Linked DNA regions of Nomascus leucogenys: region 2 is linked to region 1. A link is a contact called in public Hi-C data. All regions are on one chromosome and are shown on one strand. Each heading gives the region's core, a stretch centred on a gene start, on an enhancer-like site or on the middle of the called end of the contact. The rest is flanking DNA. Distances are from core to core; before and after follow the strand shown. Region 1 holds the start of ZBTB39 (zinc finger and BTB domain-containing protein 39). Region 2 holds the start of PRIM1 (DNA primase small subunit).

What was found. A called contact is a pair of places that touch in the nucleus more often than the background predicts.
Region 2: a Hi-C map of a lymphoblastoid cell line shows a contact between it and region 1, with 5 times the contacts expected there. The contact joins the promoter of PRIM1 here to the promoter of ZBTB39 in region 1. A contact is called at or near these places in 3 of 4 Hi-C or Micro-C datasets (a lymphoblastoid cell line and an unstated tissue).

Annotation. Positions count from the first base shown.
Region 1 is chr11:54,275,015-54,281,126 of Asia_NLE_v1, forward strand. It overlaps ZBTB39 (zinc finger and BTB domain-containing protein 39), which reads left to right and starts at 3,087. Exons shown (of 1, transcript XM_030822402.1): 1 at 3,087-6,112. The coding sequence starts at 3,125. The coding sequence ends at 5,263.
Region 2 is chr11:54,499,482-54,505,593 of Asia_NLE_v1, forward strand. PRIM1 (DNA primase small subunit) reads left to right here and starts at 3,840. Exons shown (of 13, transcript XM_030822404.1): 1 at 3,840-4,027; 2 at 5,352-5,509. The coding sequence starts at 3,925.

The DNA.
Region 1 (6,112 bases), core at 1,837-4,336:
AATGTAAGTGGTATATACTTTCACCTGCGTCTTTTGGATGATTTGTTTTCATGTGAAGTTTAATGGGGTCAACCCTCCAGAGATGGCTGGGGCAGTTGGTTAGAAAGACTGAACAGGCCCAGGCCCTTGCAAGCCCAGCAGCCCTCTGTCTCCAGAGTCATGCTGGAGGTCTGGACCTGCTGGCTGTGTGATATTCCACTTTAGGGAGACTCAGTCACCTTGCACAACTGTGAGAGCTGGGCCTGCCATTGAAACACTGTGTGAACCTCTAAGTGACCCTTTCACTAGATGGTAAAGTGAGATGCCTCATCCCCAAACTATAAGAACAGCCGTATGGCTGTTTTTGTATCTCCTGGCTAACAAATGTTACATGTTTGGCAGCATTTGGTATAGTGCTTGCTTTCAGTATAGTCTACCACCAGTTAATGAGGTTGTGGAAAGGAGGACACACAATCTCCCAAATTCATCAAGAGAATGGACAATTGCTGAATGGCCAAACTGGCTTAGATCTGTTGGCAACATTCAGTGTGTCCCTTCCTTTCCATTTATCCATCAAGGAATTACTGAATCCTACCATGCGCCTGTCCTGGGAGTTTGTCCTTGGCTGCAAGCTATTTTCAGGCAATGACTGGGATGGGATGGGAGACAGGATGAAACTGAAGGGTCTTGGAGCCTAAGAGCTTCCTCTGTACTGAGGGAAGGAGGGTGACATGACCAAGACTTCTAATGTCTTTGGTGGTGGTGGGTGGGGCAGGCAGTGTAGGTGGTTTTGGTTTGATGACAATTCTTGGGTAGGAGCATTTGAAAAGATGATTTGGGAGAGGGGTGGGGAGGAAGAGTGATCGAGTTCTACACAGAGTTGGGGAGGGCAGGCTTCAGGAAACAGGCCTGGGGTGCCAAAGAACAGTGAGATCCGGTGACTTTCTTCATTTGGCCACCTAGGTGGAAGGAAGGACAGCAGTGGATTATCAGAAGGGTCCAGTAGTTGCGGTCTAGCCCTCAAGTGCTCCTTCATTCATTCAAGCAGGCTTAATGTATTAAGCACTTATTGTGCCAGGAAGTGTGGTAAGAGGCAGTGTGGACATGCGGCCGTGTGCAAAGCCACAGATCCCTGCCTTCAGGAAGCCCACAGCCTAGTGGAGGAGATATATAGTGATCAAACAATCTTACATTTTGTAAAATGCCTATAGTAGATGTTCTGAGGAGAAGCTTTTGGAACTGTGAGCGTAGAACAGGGGAGGTGAAGAGAGTTTGGATAGGGTTTTTCATTCTTCAGGCACCAAGTCCCCCACACAGTGGATGGGCGCTTAGAAAAAGCCAGGCCAGGGGACTTGGAAGCCCCTGCACCCCTCGCGCGGGTCCTGGCCCCGGCCCCGCCGTTGGGGGGCGCTGCCTCCTCCCGGGCGGCGGGGGGCGCTGCGGCCGGGCGGCGGGGGGCGCTGCCTCCTCCGGGACGGCGGGGGGCGCTGCGGGCCGGGCGGCGGGGGCGGCCCGGGCCGGCGCGGCGAGCCGCGCGGCGGATGGAGACTCTGGCCGCGGCCGGCGGCGCCACCTCCTCGTCGGGCCGGGCACGGCGGGCCGGGGCCTTTGTGTGAAGCGGCGGCGGCGATGGTGCTCGGGGCCCCGCAGAGCCGGGTAAGCGCGGCCAGGCCGAGGGCTGCCCCTGGCCGAAGCCCGACCCCCGGCCCGGCATTTATCTCGCTCTTGCTGGGGTCTCTCTTGCCCGCTCCCTTCGGCCGGACCCATCCTCCGCGCCCGCGCGCAGACCCGGCCGGCCCCGCCGCTCCTCCCTTGGCCCCTTATTCAGCCCCGTGCCCGCAACAGGCTCACCCGGGTGAGCCCTGCGCTGTTTGTGGAGGCAGCGAGGCGCTCGGTTCCTCCAGAGGGAGCGCCCCAGCCGATGCAGCGCCCTTCCCTCCCAGATGCGACTCTCCGGAGGGGAGACCGCGGCGCCCGGGGATTGTTGGGGTGTCCTCGGAAGTTCCCAGCCTCCCCCTCTCCCACCCTCCACTCTGGCTGCCCAGCGCTCCGACCCGACGATCGTTCAGGGGTGGCCACCAGGGCCCGGGAGATGCTTGGCCGGTACCCCACAATACTTAGACGCTTCCTGGGCCCCAGAAAAAGTTGGGAGTTGTTAGAATCTGGAGAGATGGAGAAAGGGGCTGTGTTGGGCAGAGTTGTGAGACTGAACAAGGATGCAAGTAGCTCTTCTTCCTTAGTCGTGCAGGAGTCAGAAGGGGCAGAAAGTGGTAGTGGACAAGCCTCTAGGAGTCTTATCTGTATAATTGGAAGTCTTTCTTGCGGCATCAAGTAAATCTGTTAGTGCAGGGCCAACAAAATATAAACCCCGAAAAGGGTGGCGAAAAAGAATACAACATATTAAAGTAATATTAAATACTACCACAGTTGTGTTCTACTTTGCTTTACTGTGCATTCTGAGTGTTTTAACTTCACAGGATACAGGGACTGTGTTGAAGCAGTATCTGGAGGGGCTCTGGGTTATCGAAAGGCCAGAGAGCGGATATGTAGTATAGGCAGAGAGAGATGGGGATTCAAGAACGTGAGATTTATTTGGAGATTATTGAGAGGTTGAAGACACAGCAATGACAAAGCTAAAAAATGGAACTACCTTATCTGTTCCTCAGTAGCTAGTGGAGCTTTGATAGTTGTGTTCAAGCATGTGCATGGCATTTGGCATCATGAGGGAAAAGAATATGCTTAATGAATTAGGAAAGCTTGTATTTGGGAGGAAATTAATAGGAGAAAAATTTGATCCAGTGGCTCTGGTAATGAAGTATAAGATTGTGTCCGAGGGAATGCCTCTGGTTCGTCTCTAGGCACCAGCTTAAGACCAAGCTATCAGATTGTCATCAGTCCTTTTGGTTTTTGTCATAACTCTTTGAGTATATACAGGGCGAGATGTCATTGCCTTGTCATAATGGAGGAACTCTCCATGCCAGTTTACTCCTGATCCCCACCTGGGGCTTGGAAGCATTCACGGTGGTGGTATTTTCTCCTGCATAGCCCCTCTTTTGCACGGATGTGTTTGGCCATCCATCTTTTTCTCTTGCTGTCCACAGATTAACTGTGCTGATAAGGAGGTAATTTCATAGGAGCTGCTAAGATGGGCATGAGGATCAAACTGCAAAGCACCAACCACCCCAACAACCTGCTGAAGGAACTCAACAAGTGCCGGCTCTCGGAGACCATGTGCGACGTCACCATTGTGGTGGGGAGCCGCTCCTTCCCGGCCCACAAGGCTGTGCTGGCCTGTGCAGCTGGCTACTTCCAGAACCTCTTCCTGAATACTGGGCTTGATGCTGCCAGGACCTATGTGGTGGACTTCATCACCCCTGCCAACTTTGAGAAGGTTCTGAGCTTTGTCTACACGTCAGAACTCTTCACAGACCTGATCAATGTTGGGGTCATCTACGAGGTGGCTGAGCGTCTGGGTATGGAGGACCTCCTCCAGGCCTGTCACTCTACCTTTCCTGATCTAGAGAGCACTGCCAGGGCCAAGCCCCTGACCAGCACCAGTGAGAGCCACTCTGGTACCCTGAGTTGTCCTTCGGCCGAACCTGCCCATCCCCTTGGGGAACTCCGAGGTGGTGGGGACCACTTTGGTGCTGATAGAAACTATGTGTTGCCCAGTGATGCTGGAGGGAGCTATAAAGAGGAAGAGAAGAATGTTGCCAGTGATGCTAACCATAGCCTGCATCTGCCGCAGCCGCCACCACCACCGCCAAAGACAGAAGACCATGACACCCCTGCTCCCTTCATGTCCATTCCTAGCATGATGACCCAGCCAGTCCTAGGCACTGTCAGCACGGGCATCCAGACCAGCACAAGCTCCTGCCAGCCATACAAAGTTCAAAGCAATGGAGACTTCAGTAAAAACAACTTCCTCACCCCTGACAATGCAGTAGACATTACCACTGGGACCAACTCCTGTCTGAGCAATAGTGAGCACTCCAAAGATCCAGGCTTTGGGCAGATGGATGAGCTCCAGCTCGAGGACCTGGGGGATGATGACTTGCAGTTTGAAGACCCTGCTGAGGATATAGGCACAGCTGAGGAGGTGATTGAGCTGAGTGATGACAGTGAGGATGAGCTGACTTTTGGAGAGAATGACAATCGGGAGAATAAGGCCATGCCCTGCCAGGTGTGCAAGAAAGTTCTAGAGCCCAACATTCAACTGATCCGGCAGCATGCTCGGGACCACGTGGACCTGCTGACGGGCAACTGCAAGGTCTGCGAGACCCACTTCCAGGACCGAAACTCCCGGGTGACTCATGTCCTGTCCCATATTGGTATTTTCCTTTTCTCCTGCGATATGTGTGAAACTAAGTTCTTTACCCAGTGGCAGCTGACCCTTCACCGACGGGATGGAATATTTGAGAACAACATCATTGTCCACCCCAACGATCCCCTGCCAGGGAAGCTGGGTCTCTTTTCAGGGGCAGCCTCCCCAGAGCTGAAATGCGCTGCCTGTGGGAAAGTATTGGCCAAAGATTTCCATGTGGTCCGGGGCCACATCCTTGACCATCTAAACTTGAAGGGCCAGGCCTGCAGTGTCTGCGACCAGCGTCACCTTAACCTCTGCAGCCTCATGTGGCACACGCTGTCCCATCTCGGCATTTCAGTCTTCTCCTGTTCTGTCTGTGCCAACAGCTTTGTGGACTGGCATCTTCTAGAGAAGCACATGGCTGTGCACCAAAGTCTGGAAGATGCCCTCTTCCACTGCCACTTGTGCAGCCAGAGCTTCAAGTCAGAGGCTGCCTATCGCTACCACGTCAGCCAGCACAAATGCAACAGTGGCCTTGATGCACGGCCTGGTTTTGGGCTGCAGCACCCAGCTCTCCAGAAGCGGAAGCTGCCAGCAGAGGAGTTTCTGAGTGAAGAGCTGGCGCTGCAGGGCCAACCTGGTAACAGCAAGTATAGCTGCAAGGTCTGTGGCAAAAGATTTGCCCACACAAGCGAATTCAACTACCACCGGCGGATCCACACGGGGGAGAAGCCATACCAATGTAAGGTGTGCCACAAGTTCTTCCGAGGCCGCTCGACCATCAAGTGCCACCTAAAGACACACTCGGGGGCCCTCATGTACCGCTGCACAGTCTGTGGGCACTACAGTTCCACCCTTAACCTCATGAGCAAGCATGTTGGTGTGCACAAAGGCAGCCTCCCCCCTGACTTCACCATTGAGCAGACCTTCATGTACATAATCCATTCCAAAGAGGTGGAAAAGAACCCGGACAGTTGACTGGGTCCCGGCAGAGCCACGGGGAGCATCCAAGCAGCAGCCAGGACGCTGATATCTAAGAGCTGTTGGTCCCTCCCCAGCTGAAGTTATAATTTTGCCTTGGTAGGAATTCTGTTCTGTGTTGTGTTTAAAGAAGAAAAGAAGAAGAAATAGCACATAAGCTGTTACTGTTGTTGAGAAGCAACAGCCCTATCACATTTACCTCCATACCTGTTCTTGCCCATGAAGGGCTGTGTTTTTCATTCTTTTGAGGCTGGTTTTGGGATCTAGTCAAGCAGTTGATGTCCACTAGACCCCCTTCCCCAGCCTCTCTAGTTTTAGTTTACTGATAGGTTTTATGCTGCTAAGAATCTAACCAACAGCCTCACTTAACAGAGGAGGTAAAGGGAGGTTTTCACTGTGGGTGTTACCGCCAGGCCTCCAACCGGGATGACCAGCTATGAGAAAGATTTTGGGAATGTGGTCATTCAGAAAAGACAGGTCAGCAGGGCAGTCCCCTCAGGTTCCAGCCCTCAGCAGGGACAAGATATCAGGGATGTTGGTGTCTGCTTATCTACAGCCCTAATCTGCTGATTGGACAGTGAAAATCTTTTGGCAGCTAGATCCATACTAGGGACAGAGCTTTCTGTTTAGGTCAGAAAGCTTTGGGATGAATCCCTGCCAGCCAGAAGGGGTGTCCTGCAGTGCCGCCAGAAGTGGCAGCCTGGATGGACAGGAGAGGTTTGTCTTTTCTCCTCATTTCCAAAGAAACAGGATTTTATGGAGTGATGGCCCGGGACGTCCGGCCTTCTGTGGGGCAGAGAGGATAGGGAACCACTTTGATATAGTCATCTGTTTTGGCTACTTCTG
Region 2 (6,112 bases), core at 2,590-5,089, 230 kb after region 1:
AAAAAATTAGCCGGGCGTGGTGGCGGACACCTGTAGTCCCAGCTACTCAGGAGGCTGAGGCAGGAGAATGGTGTGAACCCAGGAGACAGAGCTTGCAGTGAGCCAAGATCATGTCACTGCACTCCAGCCTGGGCGACTGAAAAAGACTCTGTCTCAAAAAAAAAAAAGAAAAGAAAAGAAAAAGAAAATAGGGATAATGTTGGCAACCACATAGAGTTCTCATGAGGGATAAATTCATAAGATGGTACCTGACATCATGGCAAAAGCTATATACAGGCATACCTCATTTTATTGTGCTTCACTTTGTTATGCTCCATAGATATTGCATTTTTTACACATTGAAGCTTTGTGGCAACCCTATATACAGTGAGTCAGTTAGTGCAATTTTTCCAACAGCATGTGTTTGCTTCATGTCTCTATGTCACATTTTGGTAATCCTTGCAATATTTCAAACTTTTTCATTATTATTTTATCTGTTACAATGATCCGTGATCAGTGATCTTTGAGGTACTATTGTAATTGTTTGGGAGCGCAACGAACTGTGCCTATATAAGAAGACAAACTTAATCAACAAATGTTGTGTGTGTTCTGACTGTTCTACCAATATACTGTTCTCTCTCTCTCCCTCTCCTCAGGCCTCTCTATTCCCTGAGACACAACAATATTGAAACTAAGCCAATTAACAACCCTACAATGACCTCTAAGTATTCAAGTCACGAAAAGAGCCCCACATCTCTCACTTTAAATCAAAAGGTAGAAATGATTAAGCTTAGTGAGAAAGGAATGTTGAAAGCTGAGACAGACCAAAACCTAGGCCCCTTGCACCAAGCAGTTAGCCAAGTTGTAAATACGAAGGAAAAGTTCTGTTTTTTTGAGACAGGTTCTCAGTCTGTTGTCCAGGTTAGAGTGCAGTGCCCTAATCTTGGCTCACTGCCCCCTCCACCTGCTGGGCTCAGGTGATCCTCCCACCCCAGCCTCCCAAGTAGCTGGCACCACAGGCCTGCACCACCACACCTGGCTAATTTTTGTAATTTTTGTAGAGATGAGGTCTTGCTATGTTGCCCAGGCTGGTCTCAAACTCCTGGACTCAGGCAATCCTCCCACCTTGGCCTCCCAAAGTGCTGGCATTACAGGCGTAAGCCACCACACTCGGCCTTAAATTTGAAACAGGGTGTTACTCTGTCACCCAGGCTGGAGTGCAATGGCACGATATTGGCTCACTGCAACCTCTGCCTGCCTGACTCAAGTGATCCTCCCACCTCAGCCTCCTGAGCAGCTGAGGCCACAGATGCATGCCACCACACCCTGTTAATTTTTCTGGGCTTTTTTGTTAGTTTGGTTTGGTTTGGTAGAGACAGGGGTTTGCCATGTTGCCCAAACTGGTCTTGAACTCCCTGACTCAAGCGATCTGCCCACCTTGGCCTCCCAAAGAGCTGGGTTACAGGTGTGAGCTATCAGGCCTGGCCTGGAAAAGTTCCTTCCTGGAAAAGTTCCTGAAGAAAATTACAAGTGCTACTTCAGGGAACACACAAATGATAAGAAGGTGAAACAGCCTTATTGCCGATACGGAGAAACTTTTAGTGGGCTGAATAGAAGATCAAACCTGCCATAACTTCCCTTAAGCCAAAGCCTCACCCACACAGCAAGGCTACTCTCTTTAATTCTGTGAAAGCTGAGACAGGTGAGAAAGCTGCAGAAGTTTGAAGCCAGCAGAAGTTGGTTCATGAGGTTTAAGGAGAGAAGCCATCTCCATAAGATAAAAGTGCAAGACAAGGCTAAAGGCAGTGGCTCACACTAGTAATCCCAGCACTTTAGGAGGCCAAAGCAGGTGGATCACTTGAGGCCAGGAGTTTAAGACCAGCCTGGCCAACATAGTGAAACCCTGTCTCTACTAAAAATACAAAAGTTAGCTGGGCGTGGCAGTGCACACCTGTAATCCTAGCTATTTGGGAGGCTGAGGCATGAGAATTGCTTGAGCCTGGGTGACTAAGGTTGCAGTGAGCCATGATTGCGCCACTGCATTCCAACCTGGGCGACACAGCGAGACTCTGTCTCAAAAAAATAAGTAAAATAAAATAAAACTATGGTTTTCACGTGACATGTTATTCATGTGACTGCCCACTCTAGCCCACAATTGCCATAAGGTATCATTACAAAGTAAAAGTGATTGGCAGATCTGCACATCAATAGCAGATGGGTTCCCTTCATACTTGTAAAGCTCTCCATGATTCTACAAGCTTCCTATAATTCATATTTTCTTATACCTGGGTGTTCTATTTGAGAGACTGAATATATGAACAGCAGCCAGACCATATATAAAAACAGAACTCTGACCCATAATCTACAGCAACCTGCTGGGGAAACCAACCCCCTTATCTATAATAAACAGCATAGGAAGCAAGCTTGCTACAAGTCAGACTTGTAGAAAGTCAAACTGCTATCTCTAATGATGATCCTGGTGGCCAAACAACAACCCCTGTAGCAATGGGCCCAAATGCCTTAACTAGTATCCTACAGCTTCCTTAATTTTGTCAGAGCTTCCAACATAGGTCCAACCAAAGAAAGCCAAACATCCACCCCTAAACCAATCACATACCGCATCCTACTACTAGTTAGCCCAGGTACAGCTTCTACATGCCAACAACCTCCAATCAAAGAATACCTTGATGGCTTCCCTTTTTTATAAAGCTTTCCTACTCCTCTGCCTGCCTTTGAGTCCTACCAAATGCAAGTGATGATGGCTGACTCCCTTGCTATAGTAAGCTCTGAATAAATAGCCTATGCTTTTCTCATTTGGTTGATATTTGTTTATTTCCACATATTGGATCTAGTAATTCATGAAATTCCATGAAGAACTAATTTCCAAAACTTTTTTTTTTTTTAGACACGGTCTTTCTCTGTTGCCCAGACTGGAGTGCAGTGGCACTATCATGGCTCACAACAACCTTGACCTCCCAAGCTCAAGAGATTGATTGCCCCCTCCCCCAACTCCTCGCCCCCCACCCTTCAGCCTCTAGGGTAGCTGGGACTACAGGCACACGCAACTACATCTGGCCAGTTGTGTGTGTGTGCGTGTGTGTGTGTGTTTGTGTGTGTAGACAGAGATCTCACAATGTTGCGCCAACCGGTCTTGAACTCCTGGCCTCAAGCGATCCTCCTGCCGTGGCCTCCCAAAGTGTGAGGTTACAAGCATAAGCCACCGCGCCGGCCTCCAAACGTTTTTAAAAGATACTGGTGTTGGCCAGGCGTGGTGGCTCACGCCTGTAATCCCAGCACTTTGGGAGGCCGAGGCGGGCGGATCACGAGGTCGGGAGATCGAGACCATCCTGGCTAACACGATGAAACGCCGTCTCTACTAAAAATAAAAAAATAAAAAAAATTAGCCGGGCGTGGTGGCTGGCGCCTATAGTCCCAGCTACTCGGGAGGCTGAGGCAGGAGAATGGCGTGAACCCGGGAGGCGGAGCTTGCAGTGAGCCGAGATCGCGCCACTGCATTCCAGCCCGGGCAACAGAGCGAGACTACGTCTCAAACAAACAACAAAAAAGATACTGGTGTTATTTCTAAAACATCCAAAAAGTTCACGTGGAGCATCCTTTTTACTTCATCTTAATAACCTAAATCAATATGCTATAGGTGTCACATTTCCGGAGAAGATCCTCTTCCTGGAATGGACGCGGCCTTCTGCCCACAAGAGCGGTGGCCCTAGTGCCCGAACGCGTGGGCAGAGCGTCAACTGCTGCGTCTCCCGCAGCCCCCGCCCGCACCAAGTGGGAACTACAATTCCCGGCGGCCCCGGCGGACTGCGGGCCGCCGGGGCAGACAGCCGACCTCGGCCCTAAGCGCCTGCGCAGTCGCGGGGCCGCCGGCCGTGCTGTTCCCGCCAATTCCTGTGGTAGTCCTTAACGTGTCGAGTTCCGCGCTCAATGGAGACGTTTGACCCCACCGAGCTGCCCGAGCTGCTTAAACTTTATTACCGGAGGCTCTTTCCCTACTCTCAGTACTATCGCTGGCTCAACTACGGCGGAGGTGATGGAGGCGAGGAATGGGTTCGGGAGCGGAGTGTGAGGAGGTTGGAGGCGGGGTGTCCTTAGAATGACAATATGAAGCGCCTTCTGTGCGCCAGGCTTTGTGCCGCGCGCCTTCATTTGCTCTCTTGAGCCCGCCCCACCACTTTCTAGGTGTAAACGGGCCGAGAGAGGATATAATAAGCCAGCCTGCGGCCACGCGGTTAAAAAAAAAACAACAAAAAAACACAGAGCCGCCGCTCCTATCTCTGCGTGGTCAGGCTCACATTAGGTGCCCCGTTTACCTGCAGCGGTGCCCAGGGGGTTACTGGGGCGTAGCGTGAAGCTGCAGAGGCATGGTTTGCATCAGGAGCGGAAGATCCTCTCTCAGAGGAAGAGAAATACTTTATTCCTTGCAGCTGAATTTATTAGTGCGAATCGAGGAGAGGGGGATGGCATTACATATTTAAAATATTTATGCATCTGTTTCGTCTTTTGTACCTTTCCCTAGCAAATACGGAATGGTAACTGCTTTCAAATTAGGGACTAGGTCATGTGGATTTTGTTTTGTTTTTCTTTTACATCTACCACGGTGTTGAGCATAGGGGGCTCATTAAAAACATCTCGGGCAGGCCGGGCGTGGTGGCTCACGCCTGTAATCCCAGCACTTTGGGAGGCCGAGGCGGGCGGATCATGAGGTCAGGAGATCGAGGCCATCCTGGCTAACACGGTGAGACCCCGTCTCTACTAAAAAAATACAAACAAATACAAAAAATTAGCCGGGCGTGGTGGCGGGCGCCTGTAGTCCCAGCTACTCGGGAGGCTGAGGCAGGAAAATGGCGTGAACCCAGGAGGCGGAGCTTGCAGTGAGCCGAGATAGCGCCACTGCACTCCAGCCTGGGCAAAAGAGCGAGATTCTGTCTCAAAAAAAAAAAAAAAAAAAAAAAACACATCTCGGGCCGAGTGCCGTGGCTCACGCCTGTAATCCCAGCACTTTGGAAAGCCGAGGAGGACGGATTACCTGAGGTCAGGAATTCGAGACCAGCCTGGCCAACATGGTGAAACCCCGTCTCTACAAAAAATACAAAAATTATCTGGGCATAGTGGGTCGCGTGCCTGTAGTCCCAGCTACAGCCTCTGGAGGCTGAGGTGGTAGGATCCCTTGAACCCGGGAGGCGGAGGTTGCAGTGAGCCTGTATCGAGCCACTGCACTCCAGTCTGGGCGACAGAGCAGGAAGCAAGCAAGATTGCCTCACCGAAAAAAAAACTTCTCATTGACTAAAATTATAATGCTCTGAGCCAAATAAAGTAGCAAATTAACTTTAAAATGTACATTTATTTTGCAGTGATAAAGAATTACTTTCAACACCGTGAATTTTCATTCACATTGAAAGATGATATTTACATTCGGTATCAATCCTTCAACAACCAGAGTGATCTGGAAAAGGAGATGCAGAAAATGAATCCATACAAGATTGATATAGGCGCAGTATATTCCCACAGAGTAAGAAATCTTTTTTTAATGTATTTTGTTGTTTTATTTTGTAAACCAAGAATGGGTTGATTCCTCTTGCGTTTGGAGATTAAATTTTTAGAGTTTATTCCAAATGAAAAGCCACTTTTTAATTGTTTGGCAAGTGATTAATCCTTTTTTGTTCTTTGACATTCTACATTACTGATGAAATCATTTGGGAGTGAATTGGTTGCATTTTTACTAGAACAAAAAAATTGAGTATCTAGCTACTAGGAAGAGGAAGTCGACATGATTTAAGAAAGGGAAATAATTAGCCAGGCGTGGTGGTACGTGCCTGTAATCCCAGCTACTAAGGAGGCTGAGGCAGGAGAATCGCTTGAACCCGGGAGGCGGAGTTTGCAGTGAGCTGAGATCGCGCCATTGCACTCCAGTCTGGGCAACAGAGCGAGACTTGGCCTCAAAAAAAAAAAAAACAAAAAGGGAAATAAAAGAGAATTACATTCTCTCCCACCATGGAAGTTATTCTTTTTTTCTTTTAATTGTTTATTTTTATTGAGGTCAAATATACATATAAAATTTATTATCTTTACCACGTTTAAGTGTACAGTTCAGTCATAATAAACATTTATATTC